Regions from separate parts of the Mus musculus genome. Here regions 1, 2, 3 and 4 are each linked to region 5. A link is a contact called in public HiChIP or PLAC-seq and promoter capture Hi-C data. All regions are on one chromosome and are shown on one strand. Each heading gives the region's core, a stretch centred on a gene start, on an enhancer-like site or on the middle of the called end of the contact. The rest is flanking DNA. Distances are from core to core; before and after follow the strand shown.

Evidence for each region. Promoter capture Hi-C pulls out the DNA fragments that hold promoters and counts their contacts. HiChIP or PLAC-seq counts read pairs in DNA pulled down with a chosen protein or histone mark.
Region 1: a promoter capture Hi-C map of hematopoietic stem and progenitor cells shows a contact between it and region 5, with 2.0 times the contacts expected there. The contact joins the promoter of Dnaja4 here to the promoter of Fbxo22 in region 5. A contact is called at or near these places in 7 of 39 promoter capture datasets (the 3T3-L1 cell line, the SN4741 cell line, frontonasal cranial neural crest and 3 more) and 2 of 115 datasets of contacts at active chromatin or transcription factors (embryonic stem cells and memory CD8 T cells).
Region 2: a contact with region 5 is called in an H3K4me3 HiChIP or PLAC-seq map of embryonic stem cells, with 9 read pairs. The contact joins the enhancer-like site here to the promoter of Fbxo22 in region 5. A contact is called at or near these places in 3 of 39 promoter capture datasets (the 3T3-L1 cell line and hippocampal neurons), 1 of 484 Hi-C or Micro-C datasets (the N1E-115 cell line), 5 of 115 datasets of contacts at active chromatin or transcription factors (the NIH/3T3 cell line, embryonic stem cells and stem cell-derived neural progenitor cells) and 1 of 9 other capture datasets (liver).
Region 3: a contact with region 5 is called in an HNF4G HiChIP or PLAC-seq map of pancreatic cancer cells. The contact joins the promoter of Isl2 here to the promoter of Fbxo22 in region 5. A contact is called at or near these places in 2 of 39 promoter capture datasets (erythroid cells and liver), 1 of 115 datasets of contacts at active chromatin or transcription factors (pancreatic cancer cells) and 1 of 9 other capture datasets (adipose tissue).
Region 4: a contact with region 5 is called in an H3K4me3 HiChIP or PLAC-seq map of embryonic hindbrain, with 4 times the contacts expected there. The contact joins the promoter of Crabp1 here to the promoter of Fbxo22 in region 5. A contact is called at or near these places in 1 of 39 promoter capture datasets (hippocampal neurons) and 1 of 115 datasets of contacts at active chromatin or transcription factors (embryonic hindbrain).

Annotation. Positions count from the first base shown.
Region 1 is chr9:54,698,128-54,702,110 of GRCm38.p6, forward strand. Dnaja4 (DnaJ heat shock protein family (Hsp40) member A4) reads left to right here and starts at 1,432. Exons shown (of 7, transcript NM_021422.4): 1 at 1,432-1,733. The coding sequence starts at 1,602. It overlaps Gm46113 (a long non-coding RNA gene), which reads right to left and starts at 593. Exons shown (of 2, transcript XR_001779175.2): 1 at 1-593.
Region 2 is chr9:54,835,552-54,839,716 of GRCm38.p6, forward strand. No RefSeq gene overlaps it. Among named protein-coding and RNA genes, the nearest start is that of Ireb2, 26 kb to the right of the region's middle. Within about 2 kb of position 2,425, at least 21 of the 459 cell types and tissues checked have an H3K27ac peak or open chromatin away from gene starts, as enhancers often do. A contact at or near this core is called in embryonic stem cells, where this site is marked.
Region 3 is chr9:55,539,062-55,543,204 of GRCm38.p6, forward strand. It overlaps Isl2 (insulin related protein 2 (islet 2)), which reads left to right and starts at 2,088. Exons shown (of 6, transcript NM_027397.3): 1 at 2,088-2,277; 2 at 3,039-3,228; 3 at 3,336-3,598. The coding sequence starts at 2,220.
Region 4 is chr9:54,763,134-54,766,967 of GRCm38.p6, forward strand. It overlaps Crabp1 (cellular retinoic acid binding protein I), which reads left to right and starts at 1,615. Exons shown (of 4, transcript NM_013496.3): 1 at 1,615-1,838; 2 at 2,350-2,528. The coding sequence starts at 1,769.
Region 5 is chr9:55,206,569-55,210,887 of GRCm38.p6, forward strand. It overlaps Fbxo22 (F-box protein 22), which reads left to right and starts at 2,367. Exons shown (of 7, transcript NM_028049.2): 1 at 2,367-2,620; 2 at 2,785-2,923. The coding sequence starts at 2,484. It overlaps Ube2q2 (ubiquitin-conjugating enzyme E2Q family member 2), which reads left to right. Exons shown (of 13, transcript NM_180600.3): 13 at 1-961.

The DNA.
Region 1 (3,983 bases), core at 182-2,681, 510 kb before region 5:
CAGTGATCATGTCCCAGAAGTGGAGAAATAAGCCCGACGGCAGAGATTTGTGTAGAGAAGACACAGGAAAATGGAGTCACAAATTCCTGACCTCCTGTCCTGAATCTGCCCAAAAGTGACTGTTCTATAGGAGCAAGATCCAGAAAGTGGATTCTCATGTTCCCCGGAAAAGAAGCTAGCGGCTTGGCTTAATTTCTCATGGGTATTAAGTCGTTTGTATCCCTATTGCGCGCATGAAAGAGGAGCTTCAGCCACCAGATCAAAACCCAGGCCAGTGGACTCCAGGGAGCTGGCCAGGGTGGCTTCCTCTCCTGGATAAAGTGTTGCACCACGAGAAGCCTAAGTAGGCCAGAAGGGTCTGCAGTATTCTGATAGCGCTGCAGCAGCAAGTCCACACCCACATGTTTTGAGTAGTCTTAATCGTGGCATCCGTTGAAAGCAGCCTAGAGAAGTAGAAGATTGGACCGCCTGGTCTTGTAGGCTTCAGTGCCCGGTAGAGCTGCAATACTGGTTCGATGGCTCTGCCTTGGCCCATTTGTGCATTGATATGTGTGTGTATGGGGGTGGGGGTGGGGTGGGGATTCCCACTCCTGAAAAAAAAGAGAGATCACTGCTCATCCTTGAAAGACTTGGAAATAATGTCACTGTTCACAGGTGATAGACGTCATCACTGCTCACAGCTGGGAAACGTCACTCCTCACCCTTGGGGTACTTATGAGGTTTCCAGCTGTGGGCAATAGAGAGGCCAGTGTCCAAACTCAGGCCACCTAAAGGCCACTGTTCACATCTTCAAAGGCTAATGGTCACCCAGCCTTCAAGATGCCTAGGGGGAACCAGCCACCGCAGGATCTCGACGCCACCACAGAAGGCAGCCATTCACTCCAACACCCCCCAAAATGCAACAATCCAAGGCAGACCCCAGAGCACACCCCCGCAGTGACCGAACAGAAGGGGGCCACACCCCGAGGCAGAGGCCGGGTGGGGTCCGCGCGTCCGCTGACCTCCCAGTCCAAGCTCTCCTCTGCCCAGGGTTCGCGCACACGAGGCCCTCCTGCAGGCCATCGGATCCCAGAGCGACCCAACCCCGCGGACCCACGCAAGGGCAAGGGGACGGCCTCGGGGCGGCGTGACAATCGGCAGCGAACGACTTCCACCACGAAGCCCGAAACCTCCACGCCGAAGCCCCCCACCCCCGAGCACCCCAACATGGCCCGTGGCGGCAGTCAGAACTGGAGCTCCGGGGAGTCGGACGGCCAGCCAGAGGAGCAGACTTCAGAAGAGAACGGGTGAGCGCGCGCGCCCGGCCGGAGGACCGAGCCCCGGAGCCGCCGGAACCTCCGCGAACGTTCTGGGCCTATGTGGCGTCACGCCTCCTGGCGGAACCTTCCGCCGGCGCCGAATAAAAGCCGGCGGCGGAGGTACCGGCGGCTCGAGTGCGGCGGTGCCGGGAGCGCAACTGGGTCCCGGGCTCACGCTCGGGACGGAGCCCCGGGAAGCGGCCGCGACCGAGACGGTGACGCGCAGGCCGGCGTCGGGGGCACGGGCCGGGGGCGTCGGGGGCGCGCTGACCCGCTTCGTCCGCCCCACCCCGCAGAGACAAGATGGTGAAGGAGACCCAGTACTATGACATCCTGGGGGTGAAGCCCAGCGCGTCCCCGGAGGAGATCAAGAAGGCCTATCGGAAGCTGGCGCTCAAGTACCACCCGGACAAGAACCCGGATGAGGGCGAGAAGGTGCGGGGCCCCGCGGGGTGTCGGGGTTACGGGAGGACCCGGGCTGTGAATTATTGAAGGCGACGCAGAGGCTCTCTCCAGGAGCCGCGCCAGCCCGAGGGAGGCCGCGGGGCGCAGTCAGTCGGGGGCACCTAGCAAGGCTAGGTGCGGGGCGCCAGTGCCAGCAGCCATCCGCACCTTCGTTCGCTCTACAAGTGTTTCTGGAGCCCCTGCTTCCGGGCTGTGAGGACCCTGACGGGGATCCGTGCTGACCTCTGGGAGCACAGCTCTCTGAGGCAGCCCTGGCATTCCTGTGGGAGAAGACACCGGCAAACCAGAAACCCTGGCACCGGTGAACAGAAGCTATGTGCTTGTTGGGGACCCCCCCCGGCAGCGAAATATTGTGTTTCTGTTCCGCGTGTTGCATAAGCCCTAGGGATGAGTTCCTGTGATCTGACTTGTACCTTAGACAAACCCAGCGTCCCTCTTGAGAGGGACTGAGTGGATATGATCTGTGAGGGCCACCTCCTGCCTGATACAGTTTTCAGACACGGAATCATCACTTTTTTTGTCGTTATTAATCAGGGGTGCAGAAGTCTGTAACCCGACACATCTGCTTATAGTGAGAACTCCAGGTTTCCTGTGACAAATGACCCACGGTTGACCATAAGTACTGACAGATAATAGGCTGAAGTGCTCTGCAACTGGTGTCCTAATTTGAACCTTTTCCATCCTGTTTACAGAAATAAGGCATTCTTCATTTTGTTCCCAAAGCGGAAATGGCCCACCTGAATAGGAGACTCAAAGTACCAGCCATTGCAAGGAGAGTTGGCTAGCTAGTCTGTTTCACTTCTTGTCGTTTAAGAAAACAAAACAAACCCCCAAGGAAACCAAACAAAAAACCCACTTTGGCTGCCCCAGATGAATCTGGGGAGCCAGCGCCATGGTGGGAGCGCATAGCAGTCACACCTGGATCACTTTTGGAGCCGCTGATCACCCTGTCTAGCATTTAGACCTGGGGAAATGACACTCGGATCAAAATACCTGTCTGCATTAGTAATTCCAAGCTGGAGCAGGCAGACTGCTGAAGGTTGGCTGTGGCAGCAATGATAGAATATTTATATTTAGCCACATGTGCCGAATGAATGTGGCTGTCACAAGTTTAGAATGCCTCCCTGTAAAGACCATTATACCCATTTGTGTCCCTTCTCGTCTATATTTAGGTGGCTTACTGTAGCTTTTTAAGTCACCAGCTTTCTGTGTTGTGTTGGTGATTCACAGACTTGTTCAGTTCAGTTACAGATCGCTGACCTTTTTTGATATTTTTGTGTGTATGGGTATTTTGCCTGGATATATCTTTGTGTACCACATGCCTGCCTGGTGCCCTTGGAGGCCAGAAGAAGGTGTTGAATCCTCTGGAACTTAAGTTACAGATGGTTGTTACATTGGTGCTAGGAATCAAACCTTGGTCCTCTGAAAGAACAGCCATTTCTCCATCCCTCCATCTCTCCATCCTGCAGACACTTCTTTAAGGATAGCCTCAAGGCTTCTCACTTGTCTTCTGTTTCAGAAGGCAACTTGGGGGAAAGCCTTCCCCTCTGGTCTCATGTCACACCACAGTCACCAAGAGGTGGTCCCTGCTGTTTGCTTCCCATCTGAAATGAGAGTGCTTTTGCTGTGGCCAAGCTTTAAGAGCAGATTTTATTTGCCCTCTTCGCACAGCATGTAGTTCTCACCACCTACACACCTGCCTGGGCAGGTTATTTGCCCTTCTTTTAAACTAATATTTATTTCCAGCCAGGTACCCAAGGTAGTATCACATAACTAATTCTTTTATAAAGTAAGATGTGGCAGGTCCCTCTTTCTTTGCTGGGAGGAGGGCAATGTGAACCCACTGTCACAAATACACTTCCCTCCCTACTTTCCATGAAGGGGTGACCCATTTTCTCTAGTTTTTTTGTTTGTTTTTTGTTTTTTGTTTGTTTTTAAACTAAGCCATCTTGGCAGAGGTCACCCCTGACCACAGACTGCATAACTAGCCTTCAACCTTATCTTATCGTGATGACTCTTAGTGGTCTGATGCCTGTTCCACTTAAAGGCATGAATGATTCTAGCAATGCCCTATAGATGCTAAAATGTTTGTTGGCTGGCTGAGTAACAAGGTCAGAAGAAACAGACTTTAATTCTTTAATTCCATGTGTAATCAGGAGAACTCTCAGAAGTGGGAGGGGAGGGCACAGTGAAGAGGAACTGGAGGGGTATGGATTGCAA
Region 2 (4,165 bases), core at 1,175-3,674, 370 kb before region 5:
ATTTGTTTGCCTAGACACAGTCCTGTCCTCCACCTCTGCAGACCTTGGTCACCTTGTTTCTGCAGCTGAAATCTGGCTAGACAATGGCCTGACAATGGCCCAGGGCTCCAGCAGGGGATTTTTTATGTGCTTCTGTCAGCTTTCCAGCTTCTAGCACGCGATGTCCCTTGAATTCTGCTGTGGCCTCTTTAACCTTTTGTGGTCATTCAACTGTGGGACCCCGACTTAGAGCATTTCTCCCTGGAAGGTAAAGCCCCTGGACGTTCCCCAAGCTTGTTTTCCCTGATCTCTAAAAATACAGCCAGAAAGAAGCTCTTTGTTCTCTATAGCCAGCAAAAAGCCTTTTTGTTTCTATACTGTACAAACAGAGATGCCTGCCTTCCTGTGCCGAGGAAACGGAGATAAAAATTCAGAAAGAACTCACTCCCCACTCCTGCCTTGTAAATTTCACCAAGGACACCTGGAAGAGAAGAACTCTTCCCAACTCCTCCCAACTCTTCCCAACTCCTCCCAACTCCTCCCAATTCCTCCCAACTCTTCCCAACTCCTCCCAATTCCTCCCAACTCCTCCCAATTCCTCCCAACACCTCCCAACTCCTCCCAATTCCTCCCAACTCTTCCCAGCTCCTCCCAACTCCTCCCAACTCCTCCCAATTCCTCCCAACTCCTCCCAACTCCTCCCAATTCCTCCCAACTCTTCCCAACTCCTCCCAACTCCTCCCAACTCCTCCCAATTCCTCCCAACTCCTCCCAACTCCTCCCAATTCCTCCCAACTCTTCCCAACTCCTCCCAACTCCTCCCAACTCCTCCCAATTCCTCCCAACTCTTCCCAACTCCTCCCAACTCCTCCCAATTCCTCAGCTAGCTGTTAAAAGCCCCCTACTGTCACCGCTTGGGTCGAACTCCCCTGGGAGGGACTTCGTCCTCAGCTAGCTGATAATAAAACCTCTCGCAGTTTGCATCAGGTGTGGTTTTCTCTTGGGTCACTGGGGTGCTGGCCAGTTCATACTGGGACTTAAGCGGAGGCCCAGCTTCGGGGGTCTTACACAACAACCTATATATGTACATATAGAGAGCCAGGTAGAGTTATTTACTATGTTATATGTAAGATATCTGAGAGTTAATATTAGTAATTAAGGTTGGAGCAAAACTATGTGTTCAATTTATTCAATATCAAAGAAAGAGGTGCTGCTTGGCAAATTGCTGCCAACAAAACCGTTGTACTTTTATGAATTTTTATTATTCAGTAAACTCTGACATTATGGAAAAACACAAGCTGACATAGGATGCTTGTGACAGTTGTGGATAATAAGCGAAACAACCCAGAATGTAAAGATTACTGTTTCACAAGAGTCAAGCGTTCATCAGCTGAATTTTACTTTGTTTTCATTAGCCCCAATCAACCATCAGTGACTCAGCACAAAAGCTATGTCATCACTAGCTGCCAAATGAAGCATGTGTACCCTTTAAAATGTTCTTAGGATCATAGCTCACTCTCTTGCTCTTTCCCTCTCTGTCTGCCTCTCTCTGTCTCCTTCTCTGTCCTTGTCTCTCTCTCTCTCTTGTCCTATCTTGAGCTGGCCTTTTGAATCCCCCTCCCCACAAATCTCTTGCCTGGGATCTGCTGTGTCACGGTGTGACCTGCCAGGGTATTCAGCCTCATAAACACTAACATTGGTGCCTGTGAGGAGAATATCCCGTTGCATGTGTGCTTGGGGATTGGTCTAAGCCACCCTGAGCCGCTATCTCTTATCTCCAGCTCGCCTGCAACAGACTCCTCACCTTGGCCCTCCATCCATTACGTTGGTGATCCCTCTCAGTCAGCTTAGATGCTTCCTGAGTCTCTAGTACTGATCTTTTCCCTTGGGTGAGGCTTCATTTTTGAGCTTGGTTTTCACCTTTTGGACTCACTTAAAAGTCTTGGTACTAGGCACAGAGTCTGTCCTCAGGCTTGCCCAGGCTAAGCCTTGCCCCCATTAACTGCTTGTGCATTTAATAGTTTCTGCCTTCCCCCTTTGGCCCCCTGGGTGCTAGGGATGCCTTGGACCTCCCCTCTACCTGAACCATGGAAATTGCATCACCTGTACCTCTGGATTCTCCTTTAGGATACCTCTCTGAGAGCCTCGGATCCCTACACCTGCGCCCAATTCAAGGACCTTTAAACAATTTACAGTTGAATCTGGCCTCAATAGCCCTTAGATAATCAGTCCAAATGTGGCCAAGCAATGAGGGAAGGGAAAACTCCAACCCCTGTTTGGTTTTGCCTCATTGTTCTCCCCACCCTCACCCCGCACGTGTAAATGTCTTTAAGTTAAGGTTGATGGATCTGTAAGTTTGTTGCAAAGTGGGAGCAAGAGCAGGAGCTAGCAGGAGCAGAGAAAGCAAAGGAGGAGGCCAGCTGCAGCTGCACACCAGTACTCCCTGGTGCTTAGGTTCCGAACCCAGCCGCTCACCTAACTCCACCCCCATCCCACACCACACTTGCGCTAAGGTGTGTACAGATCTTTTGTGAATCTGATTCCAATTTCTGGAGCCCAATTCTTCCGCAGCAGCCTCCCTCTGGCCTGCTGTGCCCTCCACAGGGTCTCCCTCTGGCTCCTGCCGTCTGCTACACCAATGCTCTCTTGCTCTCTCCTGGCTATCTCTGACTCTAACTTGGCAGTCCCATCTCTTCAGCTCTCAGCCTCCTCCTGGAGCTTACAGGAACACCTATAGGGTGTCAATTGTGACCCTTTCTCTCTTCCTCTGTCAAGAATCAGATTTTATTACTACAGCTTGGCCTCATTACAGATCAGTGGCCAAAAATTGGCGCCCTTGATTTCCAAATTCTCAAAGATTGTAACAACTTCTGCCACAACAAAGGATCCTAGAGTCTCTTATCGCTAAGGTTCAACTTCCCACTCTTAAAAAAATCTTTTCTCTAAATGATTTCTCTGCAGTCTGCTCTTAAAAATATCTCTTAGGACTATACTGTAAACTCTATCTCGGGATTTGTAAATTCATTGAATATGGTTAAGAATCTATAAAATCTGTAACAAAATTTGGCTTTAGACTTATAACAAAAGGTTTATAATTAAAGTCTATGATATATAATTTTAATTTGCTGCAATAGATAATTGATCACATACTAGCTATGTGATTCAACTTTTGTCTAGAATATACTGTACATGTAACTTAGACTCTTGTTTAGAAAAAATAGATGTTTCTAAATAGCAACCATGTGGCTCTCCTCCATCTTGGCAGATAACCTTCATCAATATGTAAGCAACCACATGGCTGGCAGCCTTCTTTCCTTAGATGACAGGGCCATGTGACTTCACCATCTTAGGCTGACTAAATAGTATAAAGCAACAATGATAAACTTCTCAGTCCTAATGAGCCCTTAGTTTGCTATTGCTAAGGAAACAACACAACACATCACTAAAATATTTTATATGTCTAACTACTTATATCCTTGCTAGTTGTTTAACACTAGGCTTCTAGAAAATTTAAATAAGTAACTATATGCTTGGTAAATAAGGTATATTTGATAGTCAATGTTTGTAAATTCCTCAGGTTCAATCAAGTTCACAGTGATATCTGCCAATCAAGTTTACAGTGATATCTGTCAATCAAGTTCACAGTGATATCTGCCAATCAAGTTTACAGTGATATCTGTCAATCAAGTTCATAGTGATATCTGCCAATCAAGTTTACAGTGATATCTGTCAATCAAGTTCACAGTGATATCTGTCAATCAGGTTCACACTGATATCTGTGTAGCTCCTTTGTCTTTGCTCACTTTCTTAACCTTTAGCTGTTTGGAAAAGCTAATGCATACAAGAAACTATAATAGTCGCCGGGAGTGGTGGCACACGCCTTTAATCCCAGCACTCGGGAGGCAGAGGCAGGCAGATTTCTGAAATTCGAGGCCAGCCTGGTCTACAAAGTGAGTTCCAGGACAGCCAGGGCTATACAGAGAAACCCTGTCTCGAAAACACCAAAAAAAAAAAAAAAAAAAAAAAAAAAGAAAGAAACTATAATAGTCTATAATGGTGCACTATAGAAAGAAAGCTTACTTCATTCAGGTTTATTTTAATGCTAAAGGATTTTCAATTTAATCTTCAAATTTTAAAGCTCAAACTTAACAGGAATAAAGCTGTAAAAATTCTAACTTTATAAAAG
Region 3 (4,143 bases), core at 838-3,337, 330 kb after region 5:
CTGCCATTACCTAGGAGGTTTGCAGGATCTAGAGGTAATGGGAGCCAGGTCTAGCCCAAGATAGCCTTGGGGTGGAGGGTGAGGTGACAAGTATCCCCCAGTACCTGGAGCAGGCACAGTGCAGAGCCCACTCACTGGCTTCAACAATAAATCCAAGTCCACACCTAGGGCAGGCAAAGCAAGCACATTCACAAATAAATAAATCATTGCCCAACAGGCAAGAGATGTGCTTAGTCCTCACTTCCAGCAAGGCCCCACACAGATACCTTTCCAGAAAAGGCACACTCCCAAGTGTATAGGGTCCCAACAGAGAGAACCACTATGGTTACTGTAGATACCAGACACTGAGCACGATGAGGTAGGATTCTAAGGCTTTCCCTGCGATTAGTTTAATTTTTTTTAACAAAGCAAAGACAGCTGTTCTAAGTACAACCCATTTCACAGATGAGGAAAAGTGAGGGAGGAAGAAGAAATGAAACACCCAAAGTCACAGAGACCAGCGCTGATGCAGGACCCTTTACTTCATGGTTTGTGGTTTACCAGCAGAGATACAGTCATGCAAACTTAACCAGCCCCAGAGCCAGAGCGGCTGGGGCGCTAGTAGGAAAGATGGGGAAGGGTCGGCCTGTTGTCAAGCGGGTTGTAGGCTGTGGCAAAACTCTGGGTCCAGAGAACACTAGCGCTCTAAAGGTGGAGGCGGGGTCAAAAGCTACAGGAATCCGGCTGTGGAGCGAGGTGCCAGACTGTTTCCAGCGCTGGGGCATCTCCGAGCAGCCTTTCTAACCCCGACTTTCTGCAGAACCTGTGCCGACGCTCTTGACTGCAACCATTTCCCAGCCCAGCAGCTTCGGCTCTTAGCAGTTGGACCGCCGCGCCTGAATTAGATAGATCTCGGGCAGCGAGGCCTGCGGGATCCAAGTCCGGACATAGCTTTTGGTCGAGATACTTTATCCCAGAAGCCCACCCGCGCCCCACTTAGAGAGGTATCAAGTTTTTGGTGTCCTTTCAGAATGGGAGTGAGGGACCAACAGACCACCGTTGGATAAACACTGTTTGTACCTCATCGATTTGTCTTTCAACCCTTTGAAACAAAATTCACAACGATTTTTGTTTAAAAAAATCCCGAGTCTTAGAAATCGCAGATTTTTCTAGGATTAAAAAGCCACCGGGAAGACGGTAAATTACCCCGTGTCCCACATTTGTTTCTGATTAGTTGTGTTGTAATTGGTTTGTGTAACCCAAAATCAGAGAGTTCGTAAAAATCTTTTACTGTATGAGTGACACATCACAGCACTGTTTTTAGGCTCTATGCAGCTGAGAGGAGAAAGGAGAGGGTGGGAGTCAGCATCAATTTAACCAAAAGAGCAAAAAGTAGGAGGGAGGAAAAGTGCCTAGGCCAGGGTGGGTGGGAGGACTGTGGCTCTAAGTCTCTGGATTCCTTTTGGCTTACCCACCTGCAACATCGAGTTTTCTACAGGCGGCGCGGGTGGGAAAGTCCGCATAGAGTTTATCCAAACCCAGGTGCTCATTTCCTACCCGTTCTCCCTAACTTGGACCCCGCCGAACAAAGGCTCAGGCCCACCAGGGAGAAAGGTGGCCGGCTGGACCAGTGATGGTCCCGAAACAGCGAATCCTCTTTTCTCCCTCAAGGTCTGTCGTCCCCAGGAGGAATTTTTAATTTAAAAATTATAAAAGAAAAACACTTTTAAGGGGGAGACGACTCTCATCTATTCCCAGAAGACTATTGCCTTGCTAGGCAAACGCCCTACAAGTCCGAAGAAAGCGCGGCGCTGCGGCAGAGCCCGCGGGGTGGAGATGCGGCTTCCAAGGGATTGCGGGACCCGGGGCTGCAGAGAGGATCTAGGAAGGTTTCGGGGGAGGGGGCTGCGCTCCATTGTTCACTCCGAACCAATCAGAGCTTTCCCACTTCCTCCCAGCCAATCTCCCTGCGCCTCCGTGTCTACCCCAGCCCACCCTCCGGGTCCCCATCATCTCCCGAGCAAGCCCCAGGGCGGTGGGAGAGCTGGGTGACGCTACAGGTCCCGCCTCCAGCTCGGGCCCCGGGCGAGTGCGTGCTGACGTCATGCTGCGTGCGGGCCGGTGCGGAATCGCTCCTTCAACTCCGCGGGGCAGGAGTTAGTTAGCAAAGAGCAGAGGCTGGGCGCTCGACCCTGGTCCTTCTGTCCCCGGCCGCAAGCTTTGCTCACATCTCTCTCTGCATGGTGGATATTATTTTTCATTATCCTTTTCTGGGTGCTATGGGGGATCATTCCAAGAGTAAGTCTTTCTCTGTGTGTGGGTGTGTATGTGTGCTTGATATGCAACATTTCCAATGCAGAAGAATGTTTAGCGGATTCTACAAGTGGCTTTTATTTGACAAAATACTTGGGAGAATAAAAAAAAACAAACAAACAAGCAGTGCATTTCGCCCATAACACTGTTTATTCGTTGGAATCCTACTATTTTATTTTGCAATTAGACATTATTTCCCAAGTTGGCTGGAATGACCTCAGGCTGTGAAATTCTTTTTCTTTTCTGCTAGGACAATTAGGTTTGATTTAGAGAAATGGGTTTCTTCTCTGCCTTAGGAAGGTAGAGAGGTTTCAGTAGCTTGATCTGAGGTGTTTAAACTAAGAACTGTCGAAGAAGCTAAGAGGGGACAGGGCTGAATGCTGCGGTGTCTGCGTTGAAATAGGGAGTCGCTGTGAGCGGGAGCGGGCGGAAATCCGGGCTTGGCTGACAGTGTGGACACGGAGGCGTCCGTAGCTCCCCAGTGTCACCGTGCTGTCGTCTGCCTCCCGTTAGCTCTGTCTCTAGCTGAACCGATACTACGTCCGCGTTCAAAGACGGTGATAATGGAAATATCAGGAGATTGTGTTGTTTTCGTTTCCTACTTTCTGGATCATTCGAAAGTGGTCTCACTTTTAGAGCGGGAGATCAAGCAAGGGAGGGCGGGTTGGGTTGGGGCTGCTGCAGCGGCCAAGGCCGGCCGGGTCCTGTACCGGGCCTGACGCGGGCCCTGCGCCCTTCCCTGCTAGAGAAGCCCGGGACGGCCATGTGCGTGGGCTGCGGGAGTCAGATCCACGACCAGTTTATCCTTCGCGTGTCGCCCGACCTCGAGTGGCACGCCGCCTGCCTCAAGTGCGCGGAGTGCAGCCAGTACCTGGACGAGACGTGCACGTGCTTCGTGAGAGACGGGAAAACCTACTGCAAGCGGGACTACGTCAGGTGAGCCGGCGGGACCCGGGGTTCGGCCCCCTTGGGCTGGGGGGGACACGGCTGCGCGTCCTGGGCTCGGGTCCCTGCGCTGACGCCCGCCGCACCCGGGCCCGCAGGCTGTTCGGCATCAAGTGTGCCCAGTGCCAGGTGGGCTTCAGCAGCAGTGACCTGGTGATGCGGGCGCGGGACAGCGTGTACCACATCGAGTGCTTCCGCTGCTCCGTGTGCAGCCGCCAGCTGCTCCCTGGAGACGAGTTCTCGCTGCGGGAGCATGAGCTGCTCTGCCGAGCTGACCACGGCCTCCTGCTGGAGCGCGCTGCGGCTGGCAGCCCGCGCAGCCCCGGCCCGCTCCCCGGCGCCCGCGGCCTGCATCTGCCAGGTAAGCCTCTCTCCCGGCCCGCAGCGCTGCGCCGCGTCAGTAGGATGTACGACTGTGTAGCCGACAGCTGAGCTTCCGACGGGAAGCCGGTGTGAAAGGCTGCGTGCGCTGGGAACCCTGCTATGTGTCTGCGAGTGCGGGGGTCGGGGGGAATTGTATGTATGTGAGCGTGAGAGCCTCGGGAGTTGTGTTCTCCGTGGCCCGGACCATGTAGGATCGGGAGAGTGGAGGACCCGGAATCCTAGGTGCTGCCTGTCTGGGTTGTGTTTAGAATTCCTTTGATGAACAGGGAGAAAAGGTATCCATCCCACCCGGAGCCAAGGGAAGAAGGCCAGCGGCGCAGAAGAGGGGCCTGTGTTCTTGTTTTGATGTCCGGCTAGCATAAAGAAAGGTTCAGGGAGTTTATTGGTTAAAACCCTCCTAGGATGATAGGTGCTCTGGCCAGGAGTTGCTCAGACTGGGAAATAAGTGTTGACAAGAAGCAGGTGGAGAGGGTGCGACAGGAGACCCCAGTTCCAGGAAGCCAGGGGATCTGCTACTCAGAT
Region 4 (3,834 bases), core at 365-2,864, 440 kb before region 5:
CCAAGAGTATGGTGAAGAGTGGGTAGAGACCTCAGACATGTGCACCTGCACATACCACACATAATACATAAAGACATGAAAGTAAATACATGAAATACTTCAAGATGTCCACACCAGAGCTGCTTTCTGTTTTCCAATTCAGTTACCAACTTCTTCTAAGCATACGGCCCCATGTGGGCACAGATGGCACATGTAAGAAGTTGTTGTCCCCACACACCCTTTCCCAGCCCATGATGGCCCCTCTCCACTCTCTTGTCTTCATCTGTCTTAGATGGCTTCTCAGGGCCCCTGGGCAGAAGACCAATTGCAGTCCCTTCTAGAAGTACAGAGGCCCTCTTCTGTTAGCAGCATTCAGCATGAACCAACCCCAGGTCCTCGGGGAATCCTCACCCCACAATCACCTCTAGGCTTCAGAACATCTGCATCTTTTGAGAATCGATTCACTTCTGAGCCCCACCTGGCTGAGCCTGAGGAAATGAGGGTGCATTGATCAACTTTGATCGCTGAGCTCTAAATGGCCTATTTTCACAGGGAAGACTGGACCAGAAGGAATCCTGTCAATTCCGAGGAAAGTAATCTGCTTAGGACCTAAACAGAATTTTACAACACCTGTGTCATGAGGAGTGGGCAAGCTTTTTTTTTTTTCAGCCCATGAAGGAAAAGTGACCTTTGGGGACCTCGAGCAGCATGGTCAACGGCTGATATGGAGCCACCCGTGGCAGGTTCTAAGATCCTGAATTGGGCAGTTTGGCTGAGGTGTAGCAATGGTGAAACAGTGGAAAGAGGCTGCAAGGAAATGTTGAGGTCTGAAAGCTGGTAAGGCACAGGGACCTGTGTGTACACTCCTTAGTGGAGACTCTGGGCTCTGGCGTTGATTTTCAGATCTGTTAGAGCAAAGGCAGGAGCTAGGCTTTCTTGCTAGGCCTTCCCAGTAGGACTGCAGAGCTCAAACCCGCAATTTTACAAAATAAGCTGCCGCATTTCCCTGCATTTTGCTTGTTCCGTCCCTTAGGCAACAACAAAGGGACGGTGTTGGTCTGGGCTCCCTTCTAACTTAAGCAGAAAACCTGCATGAGAGGCTTGGTTTCCAGCACCCGTTTGAACCTGCCTTGGTACCTCCGTGCCTCCATGCCCGGGATAAGCAAGGGTAGGGGCTGGGCCTTTCCCGCCACTCTAATTGGTCCTCCATATGCTAACTGAAAAGCCGAACAGAGCAAATTCGACCGGCTAGTGGCAGCCAGAAAGTATGGGTGGAAAGAAAGTGGCTTCCATGCCTATGGCCTTACTACTAACAGATATTTTCAAACATAGGCAAAAGTAGAGAAAGAATGTCGCGTTCCCCTGAATCCCCACTACCTAGCTAGCCTCATGTATCTCCTCCAGGCCGACCTAGCTTCATTAAACCCTCTCCTACCACCCAGTTTAAAACAGAATGTGGGCGGCGTGGTGGAGGAGGCACCAGGGGAGAGCAAGTTCCAAGTTGCATCACTAGTGGCTGAGAAGATGAGGAATGGTGAGGGGCGCCTTAGGGCGGGGAGTCGGGCTCACCCCTCGTGGGCCACCCCCCGCCCCTCGTGCACGCAGGGCAGGGGCGGGACTTGAGGGCGGGGCCCCAGAAGGGGGGGGGCGCTACCCTAGCGACTCAAGGCGCTTGCGGCTGGGCGCAGAACGCCAGTCTCTCTGCAACGCAGCGTGCGACCGCTCCGCAGCAGAGGTGGGTGCCTGCCCCTGCCTTCGCGCCGCCGCTACAGCCAACACCACTGCCACCATGCCCAACTTCGCCGGTACCTGGAAGATGCGCAGCAGCGAGAATTTCGACGAGCTCCTCAAGGCGTTGGGTAAGCTGGTACAGAGAGTATGTCCGGTCTGTTAGAAGCAGCTGCGAGGCGCCCGGGTCCCAGAGAGGGTGGCCTGGGTAGGTTCAGGCAGGAGGGAGTCAACGGAGTGATGAATCTCTGTTTCCTTTGAGGTTCCCCCACCCCCCAAACCCAGGTCGCAGAGGAGAGCGGGCTCCAGCCCCAGGGAGTTCAACTAACGTTTGCTGGACATTTGGCGCCTTTCTCGACGGTCCCATCTTTATCTCGTGCTAGATCACAGTGAAGAGCAGGGACTTTAAACTGGGGCTTTTAAAAGACCAGATCTTGCCATGAAAGCCCTGGGTAACTCAGGAAAGCCGCTTGCCGACTTTAAGCCTCGGGTTTTCTTCTCTAAAACCCAAGGGAGGAAAGAGACAAGTGGGACTAATTTAAGAGCCCCGTCTAAAGCCAGAGGATTTGGGAAGTGCCAAACAGGTCTGGGGGAGACCAGTGGGTGAGGACCAGAGACCCGAATCTATGCTTCCTTGCGCAGGTGTGAACGCCATGCTGAGGAAGGTGGCCGTGGCGGCTGCGTCTAAGCCGCACGTGGAGATCCGCCAAGACGGGGATCAGTTCTACATCAAGACATCCACTACTGTGCGCACCACGGAGATCAACTTCAAGGTCGGAGAGGGCTTCGAGGAGGAGACAGTGGACGGACGCAAATGCAGGGTGAGGCTCCAGAGACCGCACCTCCTTCCCGGGTACCCCCCCATTAAAACCCTTGACCCGCTGCAGGGTGTGTCACGGGAAGTTTGTGTGACCTGATGGTCCTGGGCTCAGGAGAAAGCCCTACCCGAGGTTCCCCTCATACTATCTATCACCCGGGCGCCAAAAGGCGCGCGCGCGCGCTTTGAACTCTGGGTGGGTGTGTGGTCCTGGTTAGTGCCTCGCTAGCGGCGCCTTCAGCGCTAGCTCTGGCTGCATAGGTAGAGAGGTTCCTGGGACCGCTGCTGCCTCCTGTTCTGCGCAGCTGCCTACTTACCTGTCATAGGTGAAGTGGCTGATTTAGCATCCCGCCCCCTGGGTCCTTGGACTGTAGGGCAAGGATTCGGATCCAGTTGCACAGCCCGGATCCCCCCCCCCTCCGTCCCCGCCGCGCGCGCGCGCGCGCGCATGCACACACACCCCGGACCCCGCACCCATCACCTCTTCCTGCCCTTCCGTGTTCAACCGAGGTCTTTAAGGGAATGGTGAGATTCTTCCAAAAGTAAAAGAAGCAACGCATGTTCTAGTTCAGACAATGTACTAAATGTCCTTTCTAAGTCCTCAAGGACTTAGAACAGACAGAAAGAGGTGGGTAGGGAGAGAGGGGAGGGAAGAGAAGGAGGGAGAGAGAGAGGAGGGAGGTGGGAGGGAGAGGAGAGAGGAGAGAAGGGGAGAGAGAGGGAGGGAGGGAGAGAGAGGAGAGAAAGGGAGAGAGAGAGAGAGAGAGAGAGAGAGAGAGAGAGAGAGAGAGAGATTGATTTATGAGAAATTGGGGCTTGCTATGCAGCCCTGACTAGGGTAGCCTGCAGTTTCCACGTAAACCTGGTGATCTCCGAATACTCCATCATAATCCGCTGGAGTTCTAGGATTACCGGCATCCACCACTATATCTAACAACCAAGAGAAGAGTTTTGTTGTTTGCTTGTTTTGTTTTGTTTTTGTTTTTGTTTAGTTTAGTTTTGTTCTCCTGAGACATGACCCAAAGACTGAGTATCTGTAACACTTGCCGTGCTATCTCATTTTTTAAAAATGTCCCCTTTCTCTGTCATGGGTTTTGTGGTTGTTGTTTTGTGCATTTTGTTGTCTTGTTTGGTTGGTTGTTTGAGACAGGATCTCACTCTATAGCCCAGGCCGGGTCCGAGTTGCCTGAATTCTCCTCTGTCCTCCAAGAGCTCGCTAGTTGAATCAGAGTCTTCATATCCAGCTTCACAGAGTCAACATCGCCAGCTTTCCCAATGTTCTAACATATTTACAAGTGAAGCCAAATATT
Region 5 (4,319 bases), core at 1,117-3,616:
CGTACAGCAAAACGAGGCAGCCACTTGTGAGCAGTAATTTCCACTGGAGCAGCAGGGTCCTAGTGGACCAAACCTGCTTCCTGTTGGTTCAGCATTTCTTGTGAGGAAGAGCCACAGTGCAGAGCCTGAAGTTCTAAAGTATGAGGTCATTTTACCTTTCCATTTATTAGCGGGGTGTTGCAATTGACGATAAACTAATAAACTTATGGAATGGTTGGCACAAAGACAGACTCTTTGAGCAAAATTATGAAAGATACCTAAATTGGAGATCCTTAAATTTTTGCTGTAGTCATGCAGTGGCTTTTACATCAGAAGACCAGTAGGAGTTCAGCCTGTGTTAATTCTTTTTTAAAATGTGACACAGATCAATGTACTTTGCATTTTTATTACCTTTCCTGAATCAATCCTCTTTGGTTGGTAATAGACTTTTTTGGATCCATGTTTGATTTGAATCTAGCTACTTAAGCACTTTTAAAAGAAACCTCGAAGCACACTCCTGCACGACCCAGTACAGAGTTAAACGGCTTTTCTTATATATTTGATTTGAGATTTTTTTTTTAAACTTTGCAAACCACATCTAGGAGATGTGGCACTTGTGCATTTTATGTGTGGTGTTAGTTTCTCTTGATTCTGTTGGTTAAGAGGGCAGAAAAGATATCTGGTATTCTTGGTCACTTGGTTACCCTAAATATATGATTGCCAGTGGCTCAGATGACAAGTGACAAGACAGAATTCTTCAACACATTATTAAGTTCCTTATGCCTAAGGCAAAATCTTGAATACATTATTGAATTCTAATTTCCTAATGGCTAGCAGATTGACAGCTGCACATTTGGCATGCTTTGGGGTTGGGTTTTTTTTTTTTTTTGATTTTATTTTTCATTGCAGATTTATTTGGCAATGTACAGTAAATTTTGTAAACTTGCATCAAGTTTATGAATAAAGAACCATTTAAAAATCAGTTTGTCACCTTTCCCTCTTATGAGATGCTATAATTCAGGCGTCTATAGGCTCTATATTGAATTTCTAGTGTAGGCTGTTTAAAGAGAAGATGGGGTGTGGGGAGGTTTCAGAAGTGGAGATGAAGATACTGAGAGGGATAGGGAACCTAGAATTGGTGTGTACACACATAGTGTATTCAGTTTTTCTTTAACCATTCCCTTACTGCGTTCTTTAAATTCAAATACATGTGGGTTTCTAGTGCTGTTTTAATTAATGTCTCTAATGTTCTTAGGGTACTATTAGCACAGTTCCTCTTGTACACTCAAGGCCTCTATACACACCACTATCTGTAGATCTCATCAGAATCTCAGCAGAAGGAAAGCCTTTTCTTTCCTTGACTGAAATTCCTGTGCCAGTTTCATGTTTGGTTTGAATGTTATGTCTCCATGTACAGCCTCCCTACTTCATTCAGAAACAGTTGTTTTTTCTGAAGGTTGCCTTAGCTGAGGAAATGTTCAGAAGTCCTCCTCTTAAACATACTGACCCTTGGTGTTCATTCCCTAGTCGTCATAACATGTTCCCGCACCCCACCCCCACCCCAACCAGTGCCTGGTGAGAAGAGTGGAGCCACAGAGCAGTTTGGAAGTTCTAGAAGTAGGATTTAGGGCTCCTGGAGAGCCCAGAGCTGCTGGGGTTTTTTATTAACGGGAAGCATTGAAGTTTTCACACATTCCCAGTGTATCGTGGTGTTTTGGAGACTGTATGATGCGTCCATGTTTGCTACTTAAGTCTTAAGGTTTCCAGAGTAAAGTGGCTGCTGCTTGTTGAGGGCTTGTTCATGTTTTTTTGTGTTATCTTACATATTTTGCAGTAGGGTCTAGATTGTTTTCGGCTTTTGACCCTCCTGCCTCCAGCTTGCTAGATGCAAACATGCATCATCTTGTCCAGCTCAAAATGTTCTAATGGGTTATCACAGTGTAAAAGATCTAGAAGCCAAAACAAGAAGCACCAGGTCAGGCCAAGTAGCTGGGGACAAAGTGCCCCTCAGTCAGGAGACAACCTATTCAGTTGAAATGAAGCAGCCTCTACTGTTCTTTCATTTGTGGTTCGGGAATGTATGGTGTTGGGCTTCATCCCCTGTGATTCTGTATGTAGCCCTGCAGGGAAGAGCCAGCAGGAGCCAAAGAATAATGGCTCCTGTGTGAAAATATCTATCTGGTTTGGCATGTGCTTTCTGTAGCAATTAATAGTGCCAAAGAATGGCGAGTGCTATTTATGTCTACTCGCTTAAAACTTAAGACCTAACGAGTTAACCAGATTGACCAAATAGTGTTTGCAGCCGGCTTAAACGCCAGGCTGCCTCCGGTCCCTTCCGGGCGGAACTGTGCAGGCCGGTGCACCGCCGCAGCGGCGTGTCCAGTACCGGAAGCGGCCCACCGGAAGTGGCGCGCGCCTGCTCAGGGAGCTCGGGTTGTAGGTGGTGCGCCGGCCGCTCCGGTACCCCTGAGACTCTGTAGGGCCTTCGGGCCGGTAGGCGAGGAATGGAGCCGGCAGGCGGCGGTGGCGGCGTCTCCTCCTCCACAGATCCGCGAAGCACCTACGTGCTGAGTAACCTTGCGGAGGTGGTGGAGCGTGTGTTTACCTTCCTGCCGGCCAAAGCGCTGCTTCGGGTAGCCGGGTGAGGGCGAATGGGGCGGGAGGAGACCTTCGTCCCGGAGGGTGGCGGGGTCGCCTCTGCCGGGACCTCTGCCCGGGTTTCCTAGTGCTTAGCTGGCGCTGCGAGGCTGCTGACGGTGGGAACCGGCCGCCCGGCGGCAACCCTTTGTGCTTTTGCATCCCCAGAGTATGCCGCCTGTGGAGGGAGTGTGTACGCAGAGTGCTGCGGACCCATCGCAGCGTGACCTGGATCTCCGCGGGTGTGGCTGAAGCGGGCCACCTGGAGGGACATTGCTTGGTGCGCGTGGTAGCTGAGGCGCTTGAGGCAAGTATGGAGTTATGCGTTGGACAGTCACTTGCAGGACTGGTGGGCCATCTTGGAGAACTTTTTAAAAAATCAAGATTGTGATACATATCCTTGCTTTCGTTAACTCGGAGAACCTATGCTCGTATTCTGGCTTTTGTAGTAAACGTCAGGTTTTGTAGGGGCGTACTGCGGTTTAGTCATTATTAGATGTTGGGCAATTGAAGTATCCAGGTGTCCACTATTACAAGGCCGTACAGAGCCTTCCTTAACTTGCCTCAATTTTGCAATGAAGGTGTTGGGTATCGCTTGCCCAGGGTCTCACACTAGAACCGGAAGAACTAAAACTTCTACCTAAATACGTAAACCACATTCCTTTTCTCATTTTTGTCCCTGGATCCAGGAGAGTCAGTGTTCAGGGAGGTGAAGACAGATTATAGAGCTGATAGATAGTGAATCTCCAGTATCTCACTGAGTGGCAGGGGCCCTCGTGAGGAAATTGCCAATTTGATGCCCTATTATCGCTTAGTATGTATAATAGGCAAATAGGAATGTTCTACTTAACCACAATATAGTCTCCACATTGGGAAGTTATCATTGATGTATGTGTCGATTCTTTTGGTGTTGAGTTTGGTTTTCAACTTGATCCAGAAAGAGGGAACTCAAGTTAAGTGCCTGCCAAAGATTGACCCGTGGACAAATCTGTAGGCCACTCTCTTGATTAATGTTTGGTGTGGGAGCCAAAGTGCCCCAGTGCTTTTCTTAAGAGCAGAAGGATTTGATTCTGTTCCCAATGAGTAACTGAAAGGCGCGCTCCTTTGGTTTGTATGTTTCTCCAACCTGACTTTCTGTACCAGCCCCAACACTTAAGAAAATTCAAGGCACAAGTTGAGTGTGACTGGGATTTATTAGATTTTTTTATCCCATTACCTTAAATTCCTTGATTTAAGAGGTGTCTGCCAGAAACTTCTGCCTTTAAATTTTCTGTCCTGTTGCAGTTAATAAGTATTTGTCTGTAGAGAAGCTTTGAAACTTACTTTTCATTCTCTTCCACTTTGTTCACACAGCACTCATACATACGCTTGGTCTCTTGTGTAGAGCTGTACCTGTTACTGTTAGACTCTCCTTGGTACTCACACAGTCTTTGTGTGGCTAGTGAGCACTCAAGCCAGTTTTATTGTCTCTTAGGGATGACCTTTCTTTTGGCACCAGTTGTCTTCAGCTTGTATTTCACCTGCTTCATTCAAGAACTTAGTAGTTTCACTAATAGTCTTGGTTTCTTTTAGTGGAGAATGGTATTTAATTTAGACTCTAAGGTCAGTACTGTGTAAGTCTACTCACTGTTTTAAGGGTTTGCTTCCTCTAGCCTAGACAGGAATATGTGTGTATGTATATGCATATGCAATTGTTCTTTGGT